4 separate regions of the Sus scrofa genome follow, and regions 1, 2 and 3 are each linked to region 4. Evidence: chromatin contacts called from public Hi-C and HiChIP or PLAC-seq data. All regions are on one chromosome and are shown on one strand. The core of a region is the stretch at or near the end of the contact, and the rest is flanking DNA. Distances in the headings are between cores, read along the strand shown.

Evidence for each region. Hi-C and Micro-C count contacts between places; a contact is called where the count stands out from the background. HiChIP or PLAC-seq counts read pairs in DNA pulled down with a chosen protein or histone mark.
Region 1: an H3K27ac HiChIP or PLAC-seq map of skeletal muscle shows a contact between it and region 4, with 5 times the contacts expected there. The contact joins two enhancer-like sites. A contact is called at or near these places in 1 of 47 Hi-C or Micro-C datasets (heart right ventricle) and 1 of 2 datasets of contacts at active chromatin or transcription factors (skeletal muscle).
Region 2: a contact with region 4 is called in a Hi-C map of heart right ventricle, with 2.2 times the contacts expected there. The contact joins two enhancer-like sites. A contact is called at or near these places in 1 of 47 Hi-C or Micro-C datasets (heart right ventricle) and 1 of 2 datasets of contacts at active chromatin or transcription factors (skeletal muscle).
Region 3: a Hi-C map of subcutaneous adipose tissue shows a contact between it and region 4, with 1.6 times the contacts expected there. The contact joins the promoter of TBC1D7 here to the enhancer-like site in region 4. A contact is called at or near these places in 5 of 47 Hi-C or Micro-C datasets (embryonic fibroblasts, epiblast stem cells, heart right ventricle and 2 more).

What each region holds. Positions count from the first base shown.
Region 1 is chr7:9,592,275-9,595,075 of Sscrofa11.1, forward strand. All of the region lies in intron 9 of PHACTR1 (phosphatase and actin regulator 1), which reads left to right. Among named protein-coding and RNA genes, the nearest start is that of TBC1D7, 120 kb to the right of the region's middle. Within about 2 kb of position 1,312, at least 8 of the 83 cell types and tissues checked have an H3K27ac peak or open chromatin away from gene starts, as enhancers often do.
Region 2 is chr7:9,333,169-9,336,312 of Sscrofa11.1, forward strand. All of the region lies in intron 4 of PHACTR1 (phosphatase and actin regulator 1), which reads left to right. Among named protein-coding and RNA genes, the nearest start is that of PHACTR1, 230 kb to the left of the region's middle. Within about 2 kb of position 1,458, at least 9 of the 83 cell types and tissues checked have an H3K27ac peak or open chromatin away from gene starts, as enhancers often do.
Region 3 is chr7:9,706,959-9,710,174 of Sscrofa11.1, forward strand. TBC1D7 (TBC1 domain family member 7) reads right to left here and starts at 1,823. Exons shown (of 9, transcript XM_021099767.1): 1 at 1,615-1,823; 2 at 705-1,195.
Region 4 is chr7:9,462,371-9,465,481 of Sscrofa11.1, forward strand. The region is part of intron 5 of PHACTR1 (phosphatase and actin regulator 1); the gene reads left to right. Among named protein-coding and RNA genes, the nearest start is that of TBC1D7, 240 kb to the right of the region's middle. Within about 2 kb of position 1,456, at least 14 of the 83 cell types and tissues checked have an H3K27ac peak or open chromatin away from gene starts, as enhancers often do. A contact at or near this core is called in retroperitoneal adipose tissue and subcutaneous adipose tissue, where this site is marked.

The DNA.
Region 1 (2,801 bases), core at 62-2,561, 130 kb after region 4:
AAAAAGAAAATGTTGGAAGTTGCCGTCGTGGCTCAGCAGTTAACGAATCCGACTAGGAACCATGAGGTTGCGGGTTCGATCCCTGGCCTTGCTCAGTGGGTTAAGGATCTGGCATTGCCGTGAGCTGTGGCGTAGGTCGCAGACGTGGCTCAAATCCCGCATTGCTGTGGTTGTGGTGTAGGCCAGCAGCTACAGCTCCAATTAGACCCCTAGCCTGGGACTCTCCATGTGCCATGGGTGCTGCCCTAGAAAAGGCAAAAGAAAAAGAAAAAGAAAATGGCGGAGCTCTTGCGGCTCAGCGGTAAAAAATCCAGGTTCGATCCCTGGCCTTACTCCGTGGGTTAAGGATCCTGTGTTGCTGTGGCTGTGGAGCAGGCTGGCAGCTGCAGCTCCGATCTGACACCCTAGCCTGAGACCCTCCATATGCTGCATGTTTGGCCCTAGAAAGAAAGAAAGAAGGAGGGAGGGAGAAATGTATATATATATATATATATATATATATATACAACATATGCACATATATATATATGTGTGTGTATATATATATATAGCCAGATAGATATTTAACAAGCTTCTATTATGAATCCATAGGCCTTGACATTTTTAGGAAGCAGATACACATAATCAGTAATGTGGTAGCCCCATGGCAGGGAGATGGAGAGAAAATCTTATTTTTCTACTTCCTGTCTTTCTGTACTGCCTAATTTTTTATTTTGTGTCCATAACTTCCATGATGTTGAAAACAATGCAAATATAGAGTAAGAAGAGAGGCGAGCTGGCAGGGCCGTGGTGGAAACCAGAGGGCTGGGAAGTGGAGAGGTCCACCCTTGTTCCTGCTGATGGAGGAAGAGCAATACTGCTGTTGGCTTAGGTGCCTTCAAGCCTCTAATATTTACCAACAGCTGAGCCAGGCCCCTCTTTCACCAGAATCTGCCTCTCAACAGCATTTCCGGGAGGTCGGCCAAGAGGGTCCAGGGTCAGCCCTGCAGTGGGGACCGTGACTCCCCACCACCCAGGGCATCCTCGTGCTGATTCTGAGTCGTGCGTGCACATGTGTGCATGCATGTGTGTGTGTGCACATATCACCCCCTTGTGCCCAAGAGGGGGCTCAGGTTTCCCAGTCCAGTTCCAGGGCATGTAGCCTGACCTCGTTCCCTGGCGTGACAAAAAGGAAGTGCTGGGATCTGGCACGAGGGTGTGTCTGCGCTGGGGTCTTGAACGCCTATCCCACGTCAGTTCGCTGGGTCCTGCAGGCAGGCAAACCGCAGCCTGGAGCCCAGCCAGTCACCAGGCAGAGAGCCAGGGGCGAGATGGACACAGTTGGGATGTCGCTGCTGTAATTTCCTGACTCTCGGTGGCTTTCTCGCTTCCTCCGTGTCAGCCAAGGTCTCCATGTTTGGGAAATTAACGACTCCAAGGGAAGTTGTTACGTCTAAAATTCGGACTTGATAGGTTCATGTTAATATCTGTCCTCACTGGAAAAAAATAATGTATTTGGCCTGCTGCCATGATTTTCACCTACTGCTGTGGCTAATGAGGACAATATAATTGAAAATTTAGATGGCACTTTTTAGCCGATCACACACTTTTAGCACCTTAACCCTCACGCCACCTACGGAGACTGAGTCAGCTAAGGGAGGCCGAGTCACTAAGGGAGACTGAGTCACTAAGAGAGGCCGAGGGCCCAACGCCAGCCCCTCCAAGAGGGGGCCCGAATCTTGGTTCTCATCTGCAGAAGTTGTTGAGAAACAGAGAGCCCGCTTTTTGATACCTTCCTAGCAACTTGAGAGAATAATTTTACATCTTAAAATAACAAGCGATTTTATTCATTGTGTATTTTCCTTGTATTTTTTGAAAGCTTCAGTTGGTGATGCATTGAAAATTCAAATACGCTAAGTCAACCAGCCACCCAACCATACTGGTCCTTTGCCGTAGACATTTTGCGCTGGGGAGTAAGTCCAGGGCCTGAACCGTCAAGGCTGGGTCTTCCTCCTGCAGACGCATCACTCTTTCCGCTACAGCACAGCTGCTTTCCTCAGGCCAGCAGGGAACATGCAGCGTGTACCAAATGCTCCGGGGTCTTCCAGCTCCCAAAGAGCAAAGGAGCAAAGTCCTTGCCGTGGTGGCCTGGGGTCCTGTTGTCTCCCTGTCTTCATCTCCTCTTCCCTCGTTGCTTTCTCTCTCCTTCCACGTGGCCTTGGACGTGCTTGATGCCTCCTGACAAAGGGCCTTTGCACTACCTGTTCCCTCAGCTGAGACTGCTGTTCCCTCCAGGTATCCGCCAGTCTCCCCCCGCCCCCATCAAAGGTCAGGTCAGAGCGACCGGCTTTGGGGCTCTAGCCACCTCCTCAGTGAAGCCCTCCCTGATCTCTCTATTTAAAATCACAACCCTCCTCCCAACACAGAGTAGGCCCCAGCCCCGCATGGTTCTTTGGCAGCGTTTCATGGCATTTTTTGCCACCGGATGCTCCGCATTTGCCTTTTACTTTTCTTACCGCTCTTCTCAACTAATCGAACATACGAGGTGGGAGAAGGGCTTTGAATGAGTGATGGACTGTTTGCATGATGCATGAAGGTGATGCCCCCGGGAGTTGCTGAGGCGGCTCCTTGATGCTTAACCCTGTCCCTACCGCTGGATAGTTAGGTTACTTGCAGCATTTGTAGTCTTCTTTTTCACTGTTGAGCTTTGAGGTCTCACAAGACCCACGCTATGTAAGAATTACGGGACTGCGGAGGATGTCCGAGGCAGATCAGAGGAAGGAGTGTATTAGATAGTAAACCAAGCAGGTCCACGTGGAAAG
Region 2 (3,144 bases), core at 208-2,707, 130 kb before region 4:
AGTTCCCTTCATGGCTCAGTGGTTAATGAATCCGGCTAGGAACCAGGAAGTTGTGGGTTCAATCCCTGGCCTTGCTCAGTGGGTTAAGGATCTGGTGTTGCCATGAGCTGTGGTGTAGGTTGCAGACGCGACTCGGATCCTGAGTTGCTGTGGCTGTGGCATAGGCCAGCGGCTATAGCTCCGATTGGACCCCTAGCCTGGGAACCTCCATATGCCATGGGAGCAGTCCAAGAAATGACAAAAAGACCAAAAAAAACAAAAACAAAAAACAAAAACAGTGTTCCAACAAAAATTTGTCAGGAAGGTCCATGGCAGCATTGTTCATAATAGCCAAACAGTGGCAAACACTGCAGATGTCCATCCACTGATGAATGAATAAACAAAACATAGTGTAGCCATACAATGGACTATTATTCACTCATAAGAAGGAATGAAATACCAATCCATGGTAAGACATGGATGAACCTTGAAAGCCTTATGCTAAGTGAAAAACAAAAGGCCACATGATGTATAGTTCTATTCACATGAAATGTCCAGAAGATCGAAATCCACAGAGACAGAAAGCAGCGTAGTTGTTGTCAGGGACGCGGGGGGCGGGGGGTGGGGGGAATGGGAGGAAGTTCTTACTGGGTACAGGCTTTCCTTCTTGGTTGATTAAAATGTTACCGAACTAGACAGTGGTGATGGATGCCCAGCATTGCGAATGTATTAATGCCACTGAATTCTACCCCTTAAAATGGTTAAGGGAGTGACTCTTATGTTATGTGTATTTTACCCCAATTTTTTTTATGTTATGTGTATTTTACCCCAATTTGTTTAAAAAGGTGTTATGGATCTGGGGTAAGAGGTTCTCGGAGACATATTTTTAGGGGCTCACGGATGTGCAAGACACATTCATTCTCTATCTGAAGCATTTAGAAAGGCCGTGTCTGATGCAATGGAAAGGCCTTTCCTGCTGCTCTTTCATGACCATGATAGTATCCTGGCTTTGGTGACAAATGACGTAAATCATTTGACAATGATTGCTCCACTGGCGGTTGAACTGAGAGCTGTCAATGTGTGATGATTAACAGAGGTTGTAAAAAACATGTGGGAGTTCTTCAGATCTGAATGGCAGATGTGCTTTTCTTTTCTATTGGGGATTATATTCAGGAACTTCCAATACTGTAAATCTGTGGACCCTTTGTGCATCTGACCTTGGAATTTTCTTACTTTTGCTGGAAAAATAGAAAAATGACAAAATGCTTGTTCTCCATATTTAGATCCTAGGTCATTTCATGGATTGTTAGCTTTGCCAAAACGCATATGGGATTCATTGGAAACAATTGCAATGTTCTCACTACATTGCACCACTTCCTTTTGTTAATTAAGAGCCATTGCCCTCTGTTCTGCAGATGACAAAAGGGACAGCTCTTCCTTTGAAACCTGACAGCAGCCACAGAAAGGAAGGCAGAAATGACAGTGTGTTGGTGAATTAAGGTAGCAACAGAGAGCAGAAATCTCAGTACAGTGGCAACAGGGAGTGAAGCTGGTTCCAACTTCTGGGCTCCTAGGTACATTTCCATTCCAAGCGTCAAGTTCAATCTGCCCAATTACAGCTGTACCTCTCTATTTGCTCGTTGACAAAAGCCAGCTGCCTGAGAACGGAAAACATATTAAAGAGGATTAAACGGCAATGGAGTTAATTAAGAAAATCACCTCACCATTCACAATGACATATCGGTAGTTAATTTTTTAATTAAAAAATAAATTGGAAATAAAATTAATAAAACCTCTATAAACTTTTCAAAAAAAACATGAACTGCAAATAACTCCCTTGTTTTAGATTTACTAAAACTGTTGGAGGTGTGTGTGTGCCTGTGTGTGTGTGTCTGTCTGTAGTGATGGGTGTGCTTCAACAGAGCATATCTGTTTCCCTAAAATGATAGTGCGATCGGATTATTATAAAAGAAATAGCAATCCAATACGCATTTATGAAACGTGCGCTTTGTAAGGCAGAGAGCGTAGGAGGACAGAGGAGACTTCTGGGAGTAGAAAAGGAAATTGAAGGCTTCCTGGTGACCTTTGGGTTCAGATTTCTTCTAATCCCTGTCATTTCCACCCTCTCTCTGGTTTCAGAACCTTCGCACAACCCACTGACCTCGCCTACTTCAGTCTTTCCCTTTCTGCCCCCAACTCCCATCTGGCTAACTCCCACTTCTCCATCAGGACTCCGTATAAAGCCACTTCCTCCAGGAAGCCCTCCCTAACTATCCCTCCCAGACTGATTAATCCCTATTATCAGCGTTGCCACAACTCCCTCTTTCCTGTCTGATGGCTCTTAGCGCGCTTTGTCATCACTGCATGTTTCGTTATCTGCCCTTCAGGCAAAACTATAAGCTTCATAACAGAAGAGACTACAGGGGAAAAAACACATGGAGAAACAAATGTTTAGTTTTGAATGAGTGATGACTTGAATTAATGACTTGGGGGAAAATAAATCAAAAACAGTGAGACCTGGAGTTCCCGCCGTGGAGCAGCGGGAACGAATCCGACTAGGAACCATGAGGTTGCGGGTTCAATCCCTGGCCTCGCTCAGTGGGTTAAGGATCCGGTGTCATCATGAGCTGTGGTATAGGTTGCAGACGATCTGGCATGGCTGTGGTGCAGGCTGGTAGCTGTAGCTCCAATTCGACCCCCTAGCCTGGGAACCTCCATGTGCCATGGGTACAGCCCTAAAAAGACCGAAAAAAAAAAAAAATACTGAGAAGTTCCTATTGTGGCGAAGTGAGTTAAGAATCTGACTGCAGCGGCTTGAGTAGACTCGGAGGTAAGGCTTCAATCCCTGGCTTGGTGGAGTAGGCAGAAGGATCGGCATTGCTGCAGCTGTGGCTCGGATTCTGTCCTTGGCCTGGGAACTTCCATATGCGTGGGTGTGGCCTTTAAAAAAAAGTAGTGAGACTGTTGGTGTTTGTCTGTCCAGAGGCTGGCACACAGTAAACTGTAAATAGCTGTTTGTTGAATGACTGAATGAATGTACAAATGAAGACGTGAAGCTGTGATGCCATTTCCAATCCTTCTGAACCTTCATTTTCTCCTCTTTTGGCTCATGGTAGGTACTCGACGAGCCTTTCCACCTCACCAAAGGAGAAGCTGAGCTGAATG
Region 3 (3,216 bases), core at 573-3,072, 240 kb after region 4:
TATTGACATGATACCCACTAACCTGATCCAGGCACCGGAAAAAACAGGATTCGCTTCAATTGAGGAATTCTAAAGGGTTCTGAGTTGTTAGCACCAATTGCTTTTTAAAAACACAGTTCCAAAGCATGTAAACACTATATGAGGTCGGGATTAATTTAAAAGCTGCATCGCGATTCGGTGGCTGCCGTCTAAAGACACCCTCCTCCAATTTGCACTGCAAAAGCAAATGCGTCCTTTGGGAGAAAATAGAGGTAAGGTTCCAATTCCTGCCCAAGAGCGCCCACCTGATGGGAAAAGTACACACACCCTGGTCCAAGACCCCAGGTCCCATTCTCCCTATTATGCTTCACCTCTAGTAGTGGAAACCACACCCGGATTCAGACTAATGGGTCCGGGGAAGCAGCGGAACCAGGCCCGGTGCGCTGACCCGACAGCGGGCAGACGACGTGGGGGCCGCCCAGGGGCCGCCGGATGGAGGAAGACGGCGGGACACCCGCGCGGGAGAGGGAGCACCCGCCGCCGCCGCCGCCGTCGCCGGACGTGACGTCAGCCTCACTCCGCGCAGGGGGTGCCTAGTGCGCGTGCGCCGTGCTAGTGCGCGTGCGCGGAGAGCATGCGCAGACGCCCCACCCAAGCGTTTGGGGCCGACTCCGCTACTCAGATGCGGGATGGAACGCGCTTCGCCTGGCGCTCAAGTTCCCCACCTGCTACACGGTTCCCGGCGCCCGTCCCCCTGTTCCCTTTCTTCACTCCTGTTCCGGGGACCTCGCAGCTCCCTTACGCCCGCTGTCCCGGGCGGTGTGTGCCCCAGATGCGCTCTTTAACCCTGTGTGATCTCAGAGCCCCAGGAAAGGTGCTGTTCAGTCTGTCTGCGTTGGCATACTCCTGTTTTGCTCAATTCTTTTTGTGTTTCATTTCCTTTTTCTTGGTACGTGGAATTAAATGATTAGCCAAATGAGAAGTGTAAAGGCATCTTACTGAACATTTGCTGTACAAGAGTCAGCCCCACGATCACTTAATATTTTGGCAGAACTCCAAGACAGGCAGAGGAGAGGAAAGGCTGAGAATGGAAAAAAAAAAGGGAAGACTTCAGGTGTGTCCTCTTTGGAGGCTGTTGACACCGGGAAGCCGAGGTAGAGGAGAAGCCGGGGTCTCATGTGATCCATTAGCCATGCCTGGCTTTCCCTGTTTGGTCCTAAATTGGAAGCAAGGATAAAAATTAGGGGAAGCTGACAGTTATTAATCAAATCGTGTCCATTAATCAAATCCAGGCCACTTTGTTACAGTAGTTATTGTTTAGCTCCCTGGGTGGTTACTAAAGCTAGCGGTCAGGCTTCCTGCAAGTTTGACTCAGCAGGCTGGTTATTGTAGACAAGGGGCTGGTTTTCTAGGCAGGTTGCTTGCAGGTTGGGGTCAGTTCTGTTTTTATAATATAGTCCGACCACTGTCTGTATATTCAGCCTTTCAGATGAAACAGTATAAAAATAAATTACATGAAAATAAAGTTTAAAAACAAAATATACTAAATATAAGCTCCGACTTATTAGATTCAGACAAAACGACTCTTTAAAAAGGCTATTAAAGTTTATAAACACTGTCATTTTCTCCACTTACCTTATTACACACCCGCACTGGTCTCAGGGACACCTCTCTTAGCAGCACAGCCTGAGGGGGTTTTTAAACCCCATCCATTTGAGAGGAGCTGTTCCTGAACCAGGTCTTGCCCAAGGCATTGCAAGCCAAACACAGAGACACCAAGGTTTGCACGAGAACTTATCCGAGAGCCAGTCACACAGAGAAGGAACAAAGTTCAAACCTACTTCCCAGAAGGCAAAAAGCCTGAGGTATTTATAGGATAAAGAAACTGGGTGCTCAGAGGCGTGGCCATCCTGGGAAAAGGTGATTGGTTAATGGTCATTCTGCGCAGGTGTAACTAAGCTACAGGCCTCTGCACCTTCAGAAGATCACCCACAAGCTGCTCACACATGCCCAGTTGGGTGATTGGCGATCCCATCCAGGCTTACCCAGCTCAGCTCTAATTAGACACAGCTGACTCCCAAGTCCTGCAAAACACCTGGGCAAACATCTCACTGTTTGGGCTACATGCCCCTGGGAGGACCTGCAAGCCTTAAAAAAACCTTGGCTAGTGAAGGCATGTGAAATGGATGGGACCCATGGTTTCAGTACCACCCAAAGAGAAACGCCCATTGGGTGATGGGAGCTGCTTCCTTGAGAGTCCAAATCTGTAGAGAACAGAGTACACAGGGGCTGAGCTGTAGAGGGAATCTTGGAAATCAACAATACAAAAGGCAGTCCAGTTACAGTGTCAGTAAGTTTGTGGTGTTAAGGTTACACAGAACTTTAAAGACGTGTATGATGGTTGAACCCAAACGGTTATGCACCTCCCCGCCCCACCATCTTTAGTTCTCCAGGACCGGGGTACTAAGCCTGGCTTAGGCAGTGTTTCTTCACATTAGCAAGTAAAGTTCTTCAAGTTTTTGCTTTCAAGAATTTCATTTACTTCCTCTAAACCTTGGCCAATCACTAACATTTACAATCTTCTTTTTCTTACCCTTAAAATAGAGCTAATAGTGGCTGTGGTCTCATAGAGGCATGGGAAGGATTAAATGAGAACGTGTGTAAAGTGCTTGGCAGAGTGCCTGGCACATGACAGAGGATGTATGTGAATGGGCCATGAGCTAAATGGTGACATGGTTGCCTCTAACTGTCATTTACTGTGTTTTTTTTGATGAGCTGGTAAACAGAATATTTGGAGGCTTCTATGGGAACTAAGCCTCTTGGAGACTATTCTTTTTAAAATGTATTTATTTTTATTTAAATATAATTGATTTACAATCCTGCACCAATTTCTACAGTGCGGCAAAGTGACTCTGTTTTACATTTGTATGTATATATACACACACACATACATATATATATATATATACACATATATATACCTTCTTTTTCAATATTCTTTTCCATCATGGTCTGTCCCAGGAGAATGGATACAGTTCCCTGTGCTATACAGTAGGATCTTACTGTTTATCCATTCTAAATGTAATAGTTTGCGACTCCTAACTCTAAGCCCCCAGTCTATCCCACTCCCTCTCTCCTCCCGCTTAGTAACCAGAAGTCTGTCCTCTATGTCTGGGAGTCCATCTCTGTTTTGTAGGTTGGTTCATTTGTGTCATATTTTAGATTCCATGTGTAAGT
Region 4 (3,111 bases), core at 206-2,705:
ATCCAACTAGAAACCATGAGGTTGCGGGTTCAATCCCTGGCCTTGCTCAGTGGGTTAGGGATCCGGTGTTGCTGGGAGCTGTGGTATGGGTTGCAGACCCGGCTCGGATCCCGCACTGCTGTGGCTCTGGCGTAGGCTGGCAGCCACAGCTCCCATTGGACCCCTAGCCTGGGTACCTCCATGTGCTGCCAGAGCAGCCCAAGAAATGGCAAAAAGACAAAAAAAAAGAAAGAAAGAAAGAAAAAAGAAAAGAAAGAAATGGCAAAGCTGGAATTTGAGCTTAGTCTGGAGTCTTATCACCTATAGCGTATTTCGGATCCACAAGGCTGGGAACTCGTAATTCAGGTGCTTTACAGCCAGTCATTGATCTGCACTTCCCAGTGATGTTACAGGATACTTACCTGTTCTAACATATCTCCAGGAAGCGGAAAAGTGAAGGAAGAGAAGCTCATCAATAAAATGCGACCCTGGAGGCCCTAATGTCTTTCTTGAATGTCCTTAGAGGCAGGGGTTGACGTCTCACCCATCTCTGGATCACACAGTGTCTAGTTCAATGCCATGTACGTGACAGACACTGTTTGGACTGGCTAAGAAAGAATAAATTGGCCCTGGCTGCAAACAAATACCATTCCAAACCATTGCATTTATGTTTGCATTGGCACAGAGTGTCTTTCGGCTCTTTGGCCCATAGAAACAAAATTGGCAAACTCAATTAGGTACATAAAATCAATTAGGTAAATAAAACAAAATAGGCTCACACAGGCCTCTGGAGCAGGTGCTCACGTTAGGGATAGACATTTGGCAGAACGGATTCTGAAAGGACACAAACCTTACAGCATTTGTCAGGTGTCTGCTTGGCCACTGATTTCCAAGATTAACTCGGGAGTGCAGGCAATGAGGTGCAGAAGATCAGGGATTAAGAAACAGGCCCTGGTGCTTGACTGCCTAGTTATCTCAGGCAAGTTATTCGTACTCTGATTGCCTCAGCTAAAATAGCACTAAGACTGGCACTTTATAAAGCTTTGAAAAAGAAGTTAGTTGCGGTGGCTCTTAGAATAATAGCTGGCACAAAGGAAGTTTTTTGCAAGTTTTCTCTGTCGTGATTTCTTTTTTCTGGAGATGCGTTGCAAAGCGAACCAACATCCAAGCGTGAGGACAGACCTCTGAAAGTGTCAGTGTCTGGATGGTGTATCTCTCAGCTGACAGTTGTGGTGTGCTCCTCTGAGATGCGGGTAGGGTTGATTTAGGTACCGGATGTCAGGCTTCGCTTTCAGGCGCGTGGTCCAATTCCACGAAGCCGGAGTTTACCCCGTGTTTTCCTAGGGACCATCAAGTTAGTCTGTTAGAGTCTTTCCGCTTTTATGGATTTACAATTAAGTGAACAAACACAAAGGCCCCTGAGGAAGTGCTTCATCCGGTTTCCCCTTTGCTGTGGTCATAGGCCAAAGCGCTCGTGATGATGTTATGAAAGGGTGTTGCTGGGGGAAAAAACAGCGAAGGTGTGGTCTTCTTCTGAGCATCAGATCTCTGTGGCAAGTCAGCATGTCCCCAAACAGAGGAAGATGTAGGCGGCGTGCCCTGTACTTTATTTTCCAAATCTGGACAACTTGGACAGTAAAATGAGAGGCCGCTACAGCTTCAGCCAGGACAGTGAGCTGAAACAGGCCTGGGCCAGGCAAGGCGGGCAGCATGGACCCTCTCTGCAAAACCACGTGGACATCAGTGGCAGACCCCGAGGCCAGTTCAGATGTGCAAAGAGCACAGAGGTGCCAGTTAACCCGCAGGAGAAACTGGGACTGAGACGCATGAGCTTTTGAGTGGCCCCCCAACTGTCGTCATTCTGGTGCACTTGATGAATGGCAGTTGAGCCCCTTGGCATCTTTGCAGGCTTCCGTTTCTTTGTTTCCAGCCCTAACAATAAATGGTTTCGCTCTCCTCTCCTGCCCCTCTGCTGAACGTCTTGATTGGAAATTTTGTCCCAGGGCCAGTTTCTTCCATTAATAATGCTTTCCCTCTCCCTGCAATATCTCCCTGCCCCCACCCGTGCCCGGTTCTCGACTGCGCCTGCGCTCAGCCTCCGGACCGGCAGGCACGATGCCTTCCTGACCGTCTGGGAGCCGACCTCACCCTCTGCTGCTGCTGCTCCCTGGACCAGGCCTGAGAGCCGGCTCCGCTTGCCCTGAGCACTTCCTCTCTGCCCCCAACACAGTCTTCTCCCTTTATTCCTGTCCCTCGGCTCCCCCCCGCCTCATTCTTCCTCCCTCTTTCCTCCTGGGAGTGCTCATTTGTCCCATTGGAAGCTCCAATGTCTCCTGAATTCATTACACTCTCAGACATTTGCTGGCTCCACCCATGTGGCAGCAGTGGACTCAGATCTCCAGAAGCACCCTGACACTCTGAGGTGAAGCGTCATTCACTTTGGGGACACCTTCGAATCAAGCCTCTATTGTAGTTCCTTAACCAGCCCGGTGACAGGTGACAGATGTGCAGGCTCCGCTTTCCACGGCCACTTGAATGTATGACTGTCTCATTTCATGAGGCTTCACTTGATGGTGCGTCGGAGATGATGCATTTTCTGCACATTCAAGGTTTGTAGCAACCCTGTGTCGAGCAAGTCTGTCGTCACCATTTTTGCAACAGCATTTGCTCGCTGCCTGTCTCATGTCACATTTTGCTCCTTCGTGCATTATTTCAGACTTTGTCATTATTATTTGTGGCAGTGATCAGTGAACTTTGGAGTTACTACTGCAACTCACTGAAAGCTCAGATGACAGCATTTTTTAGCAATAAAGTGTTTTCATAATGAGATATTTACCTTTTCCTAGACATAATGCTATTGCATACTTAATAGACTACAGTATATTGTAAACATCACTGTGTTTTATTTATTTTGTCTTTTTGTCTTTTCTAGATCCGCATCCATGGCATATAGAGGTTCCCAGGCTAGGGGTCGAATCGCAGCTGTAGCCACTGGCCTACGCCAGAGCCACAGCAATGCAGGATCCGAGCCACATCTGCGACCTACACCACAGCTTACAGCAACATCAGATAGATACTTAACCCACTGAGCGAGGTCAGGGATCGAACCCTCAACCTCATGGATCCTAGTCG